2 separate regions of the Gossypium hirsutum genome follow, and region 1 is linked to region 2. Evidence: chromatin contacts called from public Hi-C data. All regions are on one chromosome and are shown on one strand. The core of a region is the stretch at or near the end of the contact, and the rest is flanking DNA. Distances in the headings are between cores, read along the strand shown. Region 1 holds the start of LOC121209898. Region 2 holds the start of LOC107897146 (serine/threonine-protein kinase SRK2I).

Region 1 (7,572 bases), core at 1,774-4,273, 290 kb before region 2:
GGGATCCAATATAGCTTCAACATAGGTTTGGGGTTCAATTAATGTAGAAATAGTTGCTGTAAAGTGTTGTGTATGAATAGGCAAATGTAAGGCAGAATAAATAGAAGAAATGGGATAAGAACCTACTACAAGAGAGGTAGAAGGTTGGTTGGAGCAGACGTAATCTCTCATCCAAGCAAGCGTCTTGATAGCTCGTGTGGGACGACGGAGTGGGGGAAAAGAAGCATCATAAGCGGAATCGGGTGCAATGGGTGAAAGGGTAGAAGAAGGAGCAAACATAACGGATGATGGGGAAGGAATAGAAATGGCAGGCAAAGGCTCTAGATGAAGAAAGGTAGAATCATCAGGTGCTGTAGGAAAGGACAAAAAATGATTGGTAGAAAAGGCAAAAGGAAATATATTTTCATGAAAGACAACATCACGATTAACAAATAAGGTTTTGGTTTCAAGATTGAACAATATGTAACCTTTCTGAACAAGTGAGTATCCCATAAACACAGACGGAATAGCCGTAGGAGAAAATTTACCACGATAATTTGGGGTAGTAGCATAGCAGAGACAACTAAAAACTCGTAAATGAGAAAGGTTTGGAGGTTTACAATACAAAATTTCAAAAAGACTTCCAATGTAATAAAGGAGTGGGAAGCCGATTTATCAGGAAACAAGCAGTTAACACACATTCGCCCCAAAATTTATTAGGCATATGAGAATGAAACTTAAGTGACCGAGCAACATTAAGTAAATGTCTATGTTTGCGTTCAGTGACTCTATTTTGCTGAGGAGTGTGAACACATGAACTTTGATGTATAACCCCAAATGTAGTGAAAAACTCAGTGCATTCGGCTTTAAAAAACTCATAGCCATTATCATTTCGAACAATTTTAATGGTAGTAGAAAACTAATTTTTTACCAAGGCAAAAAACTGTTTAAGACATACAAGGGAATCACTTTTAAATCGTAGCAAATACACCAAGTCATTCGTGAGTATCATCAACAAGAGTTAAAAAATATCGATGGCCATTATGAGTAGAAACATGATAAGGCCCCCATAAATCGATATGAATAAGAGAAAAAATAGTGTCAACACGAGATGTACTTATTGAAAATGAAAGTCGAGGTTGTTTAGCAAGAGGACACACAGGACACTGTGAGATACTATCACTATTTGCAACCGTACAGGGAAGATTAGACACATTGTTCAACCTTGAAATCGAAACATGGTCAACTCTGGCATGCCAAAGAAATGACGGCTCGACAGAAGCAGCCGAAGCAACAGATGGAGATGGAACCACACTATGCAGTCGATACGACTCTAGGATGTAAAGACCACCTCGTGCTTTACCAATCCCCCTTATTCTTCCACTGGAGAGGTCCTGCATAAGACAAAAATGAGGGTAAAATGAGACAACACAGTTCAGGTCATTAGTAAGTTTAGAAACCGAAAGAAGATTGTAGTGGAAATTTGGAATATAGAGAGCTTTGGTGAGGTGAAGGTCAAGTTAAATGGTGCAGGTGCCAACATGAGTAAAGGAAACAGAAGAACCATTTGGAAGTTGAACACAAGGTAAGTTCGATTCACATGCAACAGGAGATTCTAAAAATTGGAAATCAAAAAGCATGTGGTCAGTGGCTCTAGTATCCAAAATCCAATTGTGACCAGCATCAACCATACCTGCCAAATTTTTGACAGTTTCAACAGTAGGCTCCTTGTTTAACAGACTTAAAACCTAATGATATTGTGCTTCAGTGAACATAGGTGCTTGTCTAATAGTAGGTGTTTCCATATTCACAGGTACACCATTTGCATTTGTAGGAGCATTAACAGATGCATTGTTCACCACAGATCCACCATTGTTGGCCTTTTTCTTGGTAAATTTAAAATTGGCAGGATAACCAATTATCCGACAGCAGTTTTCTCTTTTGTGTCCTTTAATTTTGCAATGGTCACAAGTTCCTGTGAAACGCTTCTTTTGTACCATGCTGGCCGAGTGAAAGGAAATAGGATCAGGCCCAACACTGCTAGAGTTATGGTGCCGTTGGGACTCCTCTTACATAAGCATTGAATAAGCATGATTGAAAGACGGTAATGCACTCATTAATAGAATTTGACTACGTACTGCATTATACGTTTCATTCAAACCCATTAGAAATTGAAATAATCACTGCTGTTGAATACGTTCAATGTTTTGTCTAGATTGAGCATATCCGCATGAAGGAGAAGACATGAGGATATCATATTCATCCTACAACGTACGCAACTTGGTAAAATATACAGAAACAGAGGTAGTACGTTGCAAATGTGAGGAAATTTCTCGATGCAAAAAAAAAAGATTCGAGAACTTTCAACCTTGTTGAATCTTTCACCAAGATTGCTCCACATTACCGATGCACTAGACGCAAAAATAATTCCGGCCAAAAGCTCTTTACTAATGATATTCAAGATCCATGATAGAACAATGGCATTACATCGTTCCCACTGATAACCCAACTCATCTAGTATTGAATCTTTAGTGCAAGTTCCATCGACAAACCCCAATTTATTTTTGGCTAGTAGTACAATCTTCATGGTGCGATTCCATGCACTGTAATTCTCAGCTCCGAGCAATTGATGCGATACTAGCAAGGTACCGGGAGTATCTGAAGGATGCAGGTAAAAATGATGATTAAAATCAATGACAGACTCAGAAGGAGTCACCATTTTTCAGAATTTCTGACGTTAGAGAAGAAAACCGACAAGAATGATGCCGGAAGCCAAAAAAAATGAGCCCTAGGAAAGCAACAAGACTCTGCCCTAATACTTTGTTTGGGCCTATAAAACCCAATCAAGAATAACTACAACAATTTTCTAGCCCCAAAAAAAAACCAAGATCAATCTTGCAAACCGGAACTGAGGCGTCTAGAAGCAGTTCTTTGAGCAACTGTGAATAGCTGACAAAACGATGATCAGAGATTGCCAGAATAACGACGATTACCAAGCTCTGATACCATGTTGAAAAATGCTCAAAAATAATACGAAGCATCGAGTTACTTTATTAAGAGATATCCAACAAATGTACATCTATTCAAACTTATAGAGCTCATGCTAACTAATCTAACAGACTAAACTAACTAACTAACAATTAACCTCTTTCTCAACATATAAAATAACATGTTTGGAGTAAAGTACATGCTGAATTTTTTATGCATGTTGAGGAGTATTAAAATGAGCTTTAAGATAGTTCATTATGAGTTTCAAGGTGTTGTCCAAAAATTCAGATTTAATGCTATTCAAATATTAATAATTAAATTTCACTAAAAAATATTAATGGTTAAGTATGACTCTTATTTTAGTTGATAAATAATCTTTCAATTAAACTTTGTTTATTTGTTTCAATTAAACTCTGATTAGTCTAAATTATTTTATTATTATTTGACCTATGAATTTAGCCTATAAATAGACTCTTTAATAACCTTGAACATACACCCATTAGATATTAGAACTCATAACACTTTTAGAGAATTTGTGTTTACGTTTTGAAGGTTCTTTGTTTTCGGGTTTTCAAAGTTTAGTTTTTATCTCAATCTTTTGTACTCTTTATTATTTTGCCATTATAGTAAAATTATATTTGCCCGTGGTTTTTTATTCTCTTTGGAAGGAGTTTTTCACATTTAATTTATGAGTTCAATTTCTCAATTTCTTCCACTAGTTTTACTTATTTGTTGCTTAATCGGGTTGATCCCCAACAAGCAGTATCAGAGCTAGTTCAATTTTTATATATCAGCTCGTTCAGAGATGGCAACAATAAAATTTGAAATTGAGAAGTTCAATGCTATCACAAATTTCAATCTATGGCAAGTTAGGATGATGAAATTCTAGTTCAAACCGACCTGAAAACGGTTGTTATCGAGAAAAAAGCCTGAGAATCTAAATCAAGCAGAATGGGAATATCTTGATGAAAAGGCTTTGTCTGCGATCCAGTTGTGCCTTGTGAATACTGTATTGTAGGAGGTATTGATAGAGAAGACCTCATCCGCCTTGTGGAAAAGGTTAGAAACTCTTTATGCCGCTAAGTCTCTAGCTAACCGTTTAGTGTTGAAATAACATCTATTTACGTTTCTCATGAACGGAGGTGAGTTTCTTAGAGATCACATCAATCAATTCATTACTATTTTAAATTATTTAAAGAACGTTAAGGTTTAGATTGACGATAAAGATCATGCTATGCTATTATTGTGATCTTTACCCCATTCATACAAGTTTTTCAGGGAGACTCTGATTTATGGCAGAGACAAACTCTCGTTCGAAGATGTGAAGGGTCATTTGTTGAGTAGAGAAAAACTCGACAATGAGTTTGGTTCGGATAGCAACGCAGATAAGCAAGCTTCTGTTTTGGTAGCATCAAAGAAGTGAGATAAAAGATGTCACTATTCTAAGAAGTTAGGTCACGTCATAGCAGATTATTATAAACTACGAAATAAAAAGACTACTGAGAGTAACGAGGAAGATGTAGCTGGTGCTAATTTGGCCGATGAAAGTGGTGATGACTTTTTGTTAGTGTCAACGAGCGAAAGCTTCGACCTTATGTCCAAGTAAATCTTAGATTCGAGATGTTCTTTCCACATGTGTCCTAATAGAGAATGGTTCTCTACATACAGTTTGGTTGAAGGTAGAGTTGTGCATATAGGAAACGATTTATCTAGTAAGGTAATTGGTATTGGTACTATTAAAATTAGGATGAGACGACTAGGACACTCTTGAATGTTAGGTATATACCTGATTTACAAAAGAATCTTATCTCCTTGAGTATTTTAAACTCAAAAGGATACAAAATTAATATCGAGTTGAGCGAAATTAAAATATCTTGTGGAGCTCTCATTTTGTTAAAAGGTAAAAGAATCGACAGTCTTTATATTTTGAAAGGTTCTACAGTGACCGATGAAATCAGACATCCTTCGTTCATTATGGAGTCGAAGTCAACTCATTTGGAGAAAAGGTAACTTGGTCATAGGAGGGAAAAAAGTATGACTGTTTCGTTAAAGAGAGGTTCGCTTTTCGATGCAGGTTTTGAAAAGTTAGGGCATTGTGTTTGTGAAAATTAGACCCGAGTTAGTTTTGATTTGGCAGTGTACAAGTCAAGGGCTAGAAGTCTTCTAGTTTCTAAACATAGATTCGACTCAGTTAATTCCCTGCATAATTCAAGATAGGTCTGTGGCAGACTTTGGCAAAGATGACGTTGTGGAAATATGAGTCAAGGTGGAGATTTGTTAAGTATGACTCCTATTTCAGTTAAATTTGAGAAATAATCTTCTAGTTGAACTCTGTTTATTTGTTTCAATCAAACTTTGATTAGTTTAGATTATTTTATTATTATTTGACCTATGAATTTAGCCTATAAATATGTTCTTTTATAACCTTAGAACATACACCCATTAGATATTAGAACTCATAACACTTTTAGAGAATTTTGTGTTTGCATTTTAAGGGTTTTTTGTTTTCATGTTTTTGAGGTTTAATTTTTATCTCCATATTTTGTACTCTTTATGCTTTTGCTATTATAGTAAAATTATCTTTGCCTGTGATTTTTTATCCTCTTTGAAGGGGTTTTCCACGTTAAATTTGTGTGTTCAATTTCTCCATTTCTTCTGCTATTTTTACTTGTTCATTGCTTAATCGAGTCGATCCCCAACATTAATAATTAAATTTAAGTAAACAGGTACAAGTTGATAGGATAAAAGGGAACTTAGTTGCCTAGAAATTAATTATTATTGTATGGAGAGGAGGTAAATTTATTGGGTTGTGGCTGTTACTTTGATGGATAAATGTTGTAATATTGTATTAATTAATTGGTGATTAATGTGATACAAACGAATGAAGTTCATGCTGTTCGAAATCGATCAGCTGAATTAATTCAATTTTTGCAAATTTGAGCCAATAAAGGTTGAAAGTTTGAAGTGGTCGAATGCCCTGCCTAAGTGGATTAAATATGTCCAAATTTAATCCGGTCTTTACACTGGGTCGTAGTTGTGATGCTCAAAACAAGACAAGAATTTATGTGTTTGAATATAGAATAATTACCGATAATATTGATATATTATTATTAACAACTCATAAGCTTAAGTTTATACGAGCATTGTGTACTTGAAATGTTAAAATTATATATTTATCTTGCTGACTGGGTAAATAGAATGAAATGCTTTACGAGCAACAACTTGATTATATTTAATTGCAAATTTATTGTTGAGACAACCATGTTGAATGCGAATTATTTGAGCTAAATGTGTCAGATACTACTCAATGTTTGAAATATGGAAGGTTGGCTGTCAAGTTATAGTAAAGTTGTTAAGGTCTGACTTTTTTTTACCATGTTAATTGTCGTCCGATTTAGGCAAATTATAATGGAAGTTGCATTATTGAGTATTATGTTTAATTTGTCCAAATCTTGTTGTCTGATCAACCTTATACATATTAAAACACAACATTTCTACAGGCATTTGAATGCTTTAACATTGGTGATCGAAACAACCACTATAAGTGCAAGTTATGGCATAAATGCAAAGTGTTTTTGAGCCTAGTAGGCTATTTAAGGACAGTTTATTTGTTGTATTTATGTTGTCCAATTTGTGAGACCAATGAGGCTGCCCGAATTGGCATTAAGGATGTTGTTTGTTGGTGCAAATTCTGGTTTTCCATATGAGGTTTAATGCTGATCATTTGATGTGTGTAATATAATCAAATTGGTGATTTTAAAACTGAAAATTTAGTGAATAATGAGGCTGTTTGAACGGTAATGAAATGGTGTTTGTCTAGGATATAATTATGCTGTCCAATATGTATAAACAGGGCCGTCCATTTTGTGCATAATAGGGTGGTCCGAGTACATGTATTAAAATGCACTATTAATTATTGTCTAAAAATAATTATTAAATTGACTATTGTTTAAGAATAAATATTAAGTTGCTGCTCAGAAGTGCATGGCTAGGAAACAACCAAGTTAATACGTGTAATTGTCAATCGGATTACATGCTTGGCTGCTGTCCGAATTGGTGTCTTAATGATTTTGAATGTGTATTTTATGTTGTTCAAATGTTGTAGAATGTCTTTCTTAAATGTTTTAAATGCTCATTTTTACACTGTCCGAAACTGGTGTACTGTTATGAGTTGAAATGTTTGGGATGTGATTGTCCAAACGTTAATTTAAAAATAACAAATTAATCTTTTATTAAAATGGTGTTAATGTACTGAAGTTGGGAGTTAGCATAGTAAGCTAATGTTGTCCAAATAACAATGTATCTTGTGTTAAATTTAAAGGCTGAAAATTATGATGTCCTAAGTTAAAATTAAAAGAAGTTAATGGTTATAATTATGTTGTTATGCTGCTATTATTTAGAACAGAATGTAATAATTTTTTTTTTGTTTTAAAACATAAACTGAAGTGGGTTAAATTTCATAAATTGAACTATTTTAATAATGAAAATTTGATATCTTCAAGCTACAATTTGAGAGGAGTTTATGTTTGGAATTTATTGTGTTGTGGTGTTGTGATTAAAATGTATAGTTTTGTGATTGATATAATAAAGGTTGACGTTAATGTG
Region 2 (7,312 bases), core at 4,142-6,641:
AGACACAGGCATGTGTCTCAACCGTGTGTGACACATGGCCATGCGATGCGATCGTATGTCCCCTGTAAGATTTAAAGGCATTCAAGTCAGGTAGTTACACGACCTGGCACACGGGCTATGAGGCCATTTCGAGTGTTACATGGCCTGACGTATGGGTGTGTGGCTTGGCCATGTGACCCAACTCAGAGAGTTACACGGGCTGGGATACGGCCGTTTGTCCCTATTTCGATTGTTACATAGCCTAAAACACGGGCATGTGTCTCGGCCGTGTGACCCCAGCAGTTTAAAATTTCTAACTTTTTCTTCAATGTTCCAATTGTTTCTAATTTAGTCCCAAATCATTACTAAGGTGTTTTTAAGGCCTCGAGAGTTCAATTAAGGTACGAATTGCATGTATATGAATGGATTATGCTATGTTTATTTCAAGGTTTGGAAATGTATGTTTTATGTTACGCTTTTATGGTAATGCTCAGTAATCCTATTCCAACAACGGGTATGAGTTAGGGGTGTTACAAGATTTTATCCCAAAAAGATTAAGGATACCCTATGAGGGTAACACACTTATGATAAGGTCATTGGATGAGCATTGAATAGTTGCTTGCGTAATGGCATGTTGTTAGGGAGAGCTCAGCCATGATACTATAGTGGAATGGCTTCATGACTAAATAAGTTTATAATTAATAGGCGAAAAGTCGGAACCTAATTATAAATTACTTTAGCCTTAATTACATGTTTCCAATTGGTCCCTTCTCTAGCTCGACGAAACAAAAAATGAATTGCATATTTGAATCAAAATGAACAGAATGAATAGAAATAGAGAAATGGAAAATATTCAAAAATGATTATGGTTTTCTCTGAAATTGGAAAATGGAATCATTTGGAAATGAATATGGTGTTCTCAAAATGGAAATGGAAATGAAAATGAGAAATGAGAAATGATTCATTTGGAAATGTACATGGATTACTAAGAAATGAATAGAAGAATGAGTTTATATTTTTTGAATTGTTTTAAAGCTCGAAAATAAAAATAAACCATTCGGTCATAATGAACATGTTGAGTGGTGAAATGTTAAACATATTTTCTCAAAATTTTACCAAGGGTAAAATCGTCGTAATTTTACTTGGGGTAAAATTAGGATAAGAAAATTATTTAATATAAAAATATTGAATTTTTTTTGGGAAATTGAAAAACAGCCTCAAGTTAGATTAAATTACAAAGTATTGGGTCGAAAACTCTGGGAAGTACTCATAATTGGACTCGATATAATAGAGGCCCAAAATCCCCTCATGTAACATGAAAAGGGCGGCAACCTAGTAGGAATACTAGGGTGTGTCGTCCACCATACTTTCACTCTAAGTAGGAAGTTGTTTTTCTATTTGAAATAAACTACTACAACTCAGCAAGGGTTCTACTTTCTCTTCCGTTAAATATATGACACTAGTAGAGCTATTAACACAACTTTGAGAGATTGTTACTTCGTTGAAAAATGAGAGAATTTATTCTCAACTATTAAACATATTTTTCTAGAATAACAATTCTACCAATTTCTATTACAAAAGAGAGAATTTTCATTTTCACCCCTAAAAAGAAAAGAAAACTTTTTCTAGTTTTATGTTTTGATTCAATTGGTTCGAGCCCACACTCGAACCAGTTAGTGGTATGAGAATAATGGAGAAGCTCGGTTGGTTGAAAGCCAAAAAAATAAAGGATCCGCTTATCTGAAAATACAAGAATGATTTCGGTCTAAGATTTATTGCTATAAATATCACAAACCGAGTCAATTTTTAAAATTTTAATTTTTCCACTATGCAAGAAAACCGTTTTCAAACCGGATTTTTTCCAATAGATATGTACCTAGATGTAACAATATGTGTCAAAGAATAGCCAATTTTGAATACCAAAATGTTTGATATGTTTTTATGCTTTAATGGATCAATGTAAGTTTAGATATTCTATTTTAACTTACTAATGCTTACTTTGGTTGTTTTTCATTCCCTGTAGATTGTCACTTTGTGAAACTTGCTAAGCTGGATTAGCGAAGGAGCATGCACTATCTAGATATGATAGTTTTATGTTCAATTTGAGTCTAGACTATGTGGAATGTACATAAGGGCTCATAATGTGCAAATGGTCATTTTTGGAGTTGATAGTATTTGTAAGTTGTGGTGATGTTTGATTATGAATATACCAAAATCTTTGACCATTTTAATCCTCTTACTTATTTTTAATTCTTGACAAGATTCATCATTATTATCAATTATTTCAAACAGAATCTCATTCTTATTTGAAGAATGAATCAGTTGTTGTGGCTTTAATTGTCTTGAAATAGAATTAAATCTATTTTCATCAAAAATAGCATATCTTGATTCAATAACAGTATTAATTGAAATTGAATCATTTGATTCAATTACCATGAACCAATATGCCTTGCTATTATGTGCATATCCTATAAATATGCACTCAATTCCTCTTTCACCTAACTTTTTACGTTTAGGTATTGGAACTTTGACAATAGCTCTACAACCCCAAACCTTCAAATAATTAAGTTTTGGTTTCCTTTTCTTCCATTATTCATAGCGGGTTATTTTAGTTTATTTATTAGGAACTCTATTCAATGTATGGCAAGATGTTAGAACAACTTCTCCCTAAAAACCTTGTCCAAGACTTGAATATGATAACATTGAATTTACTATTTTAATCAAGACTCATTTTTCCTTTCAACTATACCGTTTTGTTGTGGTGTGTAAGGGGCTGAAACTTGATGGACAATTCCAGTGGTCAAAATAACTTGGATTATAGTATTCTCCACCTCTATCTGATCCTAAGCACTTGATAAATGATTCACACTGAAGTTCAACTTCAGATTTATAGACTTTAAATTTATCAAGCGCTTCATCTTTTGAATACAATAAATATACATAACATTATCTAGAACAATCATCAATAAAAATAACAAAATATTTCTTTCCACCTAATGTAAGAGTATTTTACATGTCACATAAATCACTATGTATCAAATCAAGCAATTTTGTTTTCCTTTTAACCTTAGGGAAAAGGTTTCTTATAATTTTAGTCAACATACATGTATTGTATTTTTTTAATATTATTATTAAAAACAGGAATTAAATCTAACTTATACATGTCATTCAATTTTTCATGATTCAAATGACCTAATCTATAATGCCATAAATAAAAAGATTCAACCATATAAGCAGAAATAGCATTTTTATTCTTATTAATAATATTGAGTTTGAACATACTCTCATACATATACCCTTTCCCTACAAAAATTCCTTTCTTAGACAAAATAAACTTATCTTTCTCAAAAACAAGTTTGAAACCAAATTTATTCAATAGACTTCTAGACACATAAATTCTTCTTAACTTCTGGTACATAATATACATCATTTAAGGTTAAAACCTTTCCAGAAGTGAATTGTAGTTCAAGAGACCCATTGCTTTTGATTGCTGCGGTGGTGGAAGAATTTCTCATGTACAAGATATTGACATTTTCACATTGTGTGAACGTTGTGAACATGGTTTTATCTTTGCACACATGTTTGGTTGCTCCGGTATCAATCCACCATGTATTATCATCTTGTGCCATATTAATATCAGATATCATTACAACGAACTTTTCATTATCATCAGCCTTAGAAGATGATTTCTTTTTTAAAAATCGACATTCATCCTTGAAATGTCCCGGCTACCACAATGATAGCATGAGCCCTTTTGTTTCTTTTTGAACTTAGGTGCTCTATTGGTCTGTTTGAATTTTCTCTTGAATGGTTTAGTAGTCTATACTTCCTCCGTAACAGGCACTTTCGCATTTTCAGAATTTAGATTTTGATCTTGCTTTCGGTATTCTTCTTCTATACGAAGATGATTTGCCAAAGCCTCAAGAGATATTCCCTCTCTTATGTTTTAGACTTTTTTTAAAGTCTTTCCAAGATGGAAGAAGTTTGTCTATTATAGAGGATACAACAATCATTTCATCCATTTTCATATCATATTGCTTAAATTAATTCAACATCTTTTCAATATCACAGAATTGTTCCATAACAGAACGACCATCGACCATTTGATAATTATTGAAACGACTGACAACAAATTTATTACTTGTAACATCTTTGGCCATGCATCTTGTCTCCAATTTTCCCATAATTCTTTAGCGGTGACCTCATTTTGGTATGTGTCGAACAAACCATCAGATAAACCATTTAATATGTGCCCCATGGACATGTAATTAGCATTGTCCCATTTTTTCCTTTCTCAGGTTGTAGCAACAAATCCGTTTTCATTCTCTTCGAGTCTTAGAGTATCCAAAACATAAGCAATCTCAAAGTTGATAATAAGAAGTGCATCTTTTTCTACCATTGTCGAAAATTGCCACCATCAAACCGATCAAGTTTGACAAAGTTGGAAGTCAACTCCCTTAGTGCTCCACTTTCATGTGTTGTGGTAGTCATCATGAAATATAACCTTAAAATTGTTAGTCTCTAGAGAGGAAAATCTCGAACATATGAACAAAATTCGAACAAAAAAAGGAAATAGGACAAGGCTCCAAGGCGTGTATCAAGCCACTATTTTTAAGGTTATATTTGCCCCCACCTATCTTTGGTGTGCAAATGAGTTCCAAGCAAATTAACCTCGAGGATACAATGAAGCTAATGACTATTTGCATTTTGCACTGACAAGAATAGACCACTAAGCACTAAGCAATGTATAGCAAGAAACTCAATTTCTATAAAGAATTTCTGCAATAACTCTTTATAGAACAATCTAATAATATTAGAAAATGAGAAGGATAGAAAGAACTTTTAGAACTTGTTGGTGTGATTTCCAAATGAAATCTCATTCCTATTTATAGGAATTTTCATGTCTCTTCATAAAGATATCTTTCAATAGGTTCCTTTATTAATAAATAAATAATAATAATTATTCATTTAATTTTATAACTATTCAAATAATATTATTTGAATAGTTATAATTCTTTTTAAAAAATCAAATGATTTAACTTTTGACCAATGACCAAAAGATTTATCTTTTGATTAATTATACCCATTCATTTATAGTTATAGTTATTGAAATACTATAAATATTTGAAAATATTCCAACATTTTTAACATACCCCATGTCAAATCTAAACTAATATTTAACGATGAATTAACGGCTAAGCTGATAGGACCTAATTGATACAATACTTTAATACTTTGAGAACTCAATTACAATAATTTGAAGTTCAAGGACCAATACATAGTTAGGGGATTTTTTATGAAATTAGCCGTCAAAGATATGAGCATTAGGGATATTTAAGTCATTAAGGCTTCATCCAAGTTGCGATTAAAAAGATAAATTAATAAATTAATAAAAGGAAAAAGGTCAAACTTTAATCCACAAATAATAAGGCAAAAGCAGCCATCAATCCAACTGGTTACCCCCACTAAGCAACCACCTCCAAACCATGCCACATTTCTCTTCTCCATCTTTCTTGGCGTTATCGCTTTCCTTCACAGAAAAGTCGTCCCCTCCTTCCTTCACTGTTGCAGAACCACTCTATTAATCCCCGATCAACTTAAAACGCTTTGTTCTGTTCTCCAACTCCTTCAACTCAGTGACTCACCTATATAATAATAACTGCGTCCCTTCTTGAGGCTCTGTTCGTTGATGTTGTAGCGAGAAAAATGGATCGGGCAACAGTCGGACCGGCTATGGATATGCCGATCATGCACGACAGTGACCGTTACGATTTCGTTAGAGATATTGGGTCGGGTAATTTTGGAGTAGCCCGGCTTATGAGAGATAAGGTTACCAAGGAGCTTGTTGCTGTCAAGTATATCGAGAGGGGCGATAAGGTTAGTTTGTGTAAATTCATACACACAACCATGGCCCCTTTTTTTAGTTGTACTTGTTTTCGTCTATTTATAGAAATAAATTTGTACTTATTGAAGATAAACTGGTAAAAGTCTTCTGTTTATGTATTTTCAATTTTTTTTCTGATATTAAATTTGTTATTTTTGGAAATGTCCTATGTGATATTTTTTTGTTAATATATTATTCTTCCAAAAAGAAACCCCACCGGTTTTCTGCTCTCTCAAATCTCAACTTATTAAATTCCCTTCCCATATTCGGATTAATAATTTCTAAGGTTCTGATTAAAATTTGTGCTTCCTCGCCTTTGTACAGATAGATGAACATGTTCGAAGAGAGATTATTAATCATAGGTCATTGAGGCATCCCAATATTGTTAGATTTAAAGAGGTAAGGTTAATGGTTAAATACCTGCATTTTTTACAATTTCTCATTTTTTTGTAAAAATTAAGGTAATGTATATTTGTTACCTCAGGTTATCTTAACACCCACTCATCTTGCCATTGTAATGGAATATGCATCCGGGGGAGAGCTTTTCGAGCGAATTTGTGCTGCTGGTCGATTCAACGAGGATGAGGTTCCTTTCTTTTTCAGTTACTCTAAGAACCCTTTTGTTTATTTGATGTTTTTGTTCTATTACTATATTAATTTTTTTTTTTTGGGTGCAGGCTCGTTTCTTCTTCCAACAACTTATATCTGGTGTTAGTTATTGCCATGCAATGGTTGTTATAATTTTCCCTTTTATTAATTTCTCAACTTGTATTTGTGAATTATTCTTGCTATATGATTTCTTTGTCTTGATGAAGCAAGTATGCCATCGTGATCTGAAGTTGGAAAACACTTTGTTGGATGGGAGTCCTGCTCCTCGACTTAAGATATGCGATTTTGGGTACTCTAAGGTATATAAATTGCTGGAACCCTTGTTGATATCTCCCATCATTCAAGGAGTTAATGGTATAGAAGTTATATTCTGTGGAATGGTTGTCCTTACTATAAATTGAATTATCATTACTTTTTGCTTAAGAAATCTTGTGCTCATTTGCTGGTCTTGGAATAGTTCTTGTTTGTTTTGGTATATTTGGGTGAAATAACTTACGGCTTTATGGTATCCAATAATCTGAATTGTATCCAAGTTCATTATCATGTTTATTGTTTGATTGTCTCAGTCTTCAGTTCTTCATTCGCAACCGAAATCTACTGTTGGAACTCCTGCATACATTGCTCCTGAGGTACTCCTAAAGCCAGAGTCCCAATACGATGGCAAGGTATATTTACAGGAGAGTTCAAATTTTGTTTAAAATGTCAGTTTCCTGTTCACATGATGCAATTCCTGGTTTAAGACTTATGAGGTCAATATTTGTGTGTTTCGGTCAAGTGACATCAAATTGATGGTTTCCATCTCTTTGTTGATTTAAAACTTCAGTTTAACTTTCCATAGCT

Evidence for each region. Hi-C and Micro-C count contacts between places; a contact is called where the count stands out from the background.
Region 1: a Hi-C map of hypocotyl shows a contact between it and region 2, with 3 times the contacts expected there. The contact joins the promoter of LOC121209898 here to the promoter of LOC107897146 in region 2. A contact is called at or near these places in 4 of 34 Hi-C or Micro-C datasets (hypocotyl and leaf).

What each region holds. Positions count from the first base shown.
Region 1 is chrA11:30,157,304-30,164,875 of Gossypium_hirsutum_v2.1, reverse strand. It overlaps LOC121209898, which reads right to left and starts at 3,023. Exons shown (of 2, transcript XM_041081795.1): 1 at 2,348-3,023; 2 at 1-1,373. The coding sequence starts at 2,698. The coding sequence ends at 975.
Region 2 is chrA11:29,874,194-29,881,505 of Gossypium_hirsutum_v2.1, reverse strand. It overlaps LOC107897146 (serine/threonine-protein kinase SRK2I), which reads left to right and starts at 5,391. Exons shown (of 9, transcript XM_016822505.2): 1 at 5,391-5,856; 2 at 6,188-6,262; 3 at 6,348-6,449; 4 at 6,541-6,594; 5 at 6,679-6,771; 6 at 7,039-7,137. The coding sequence starts at 5,686.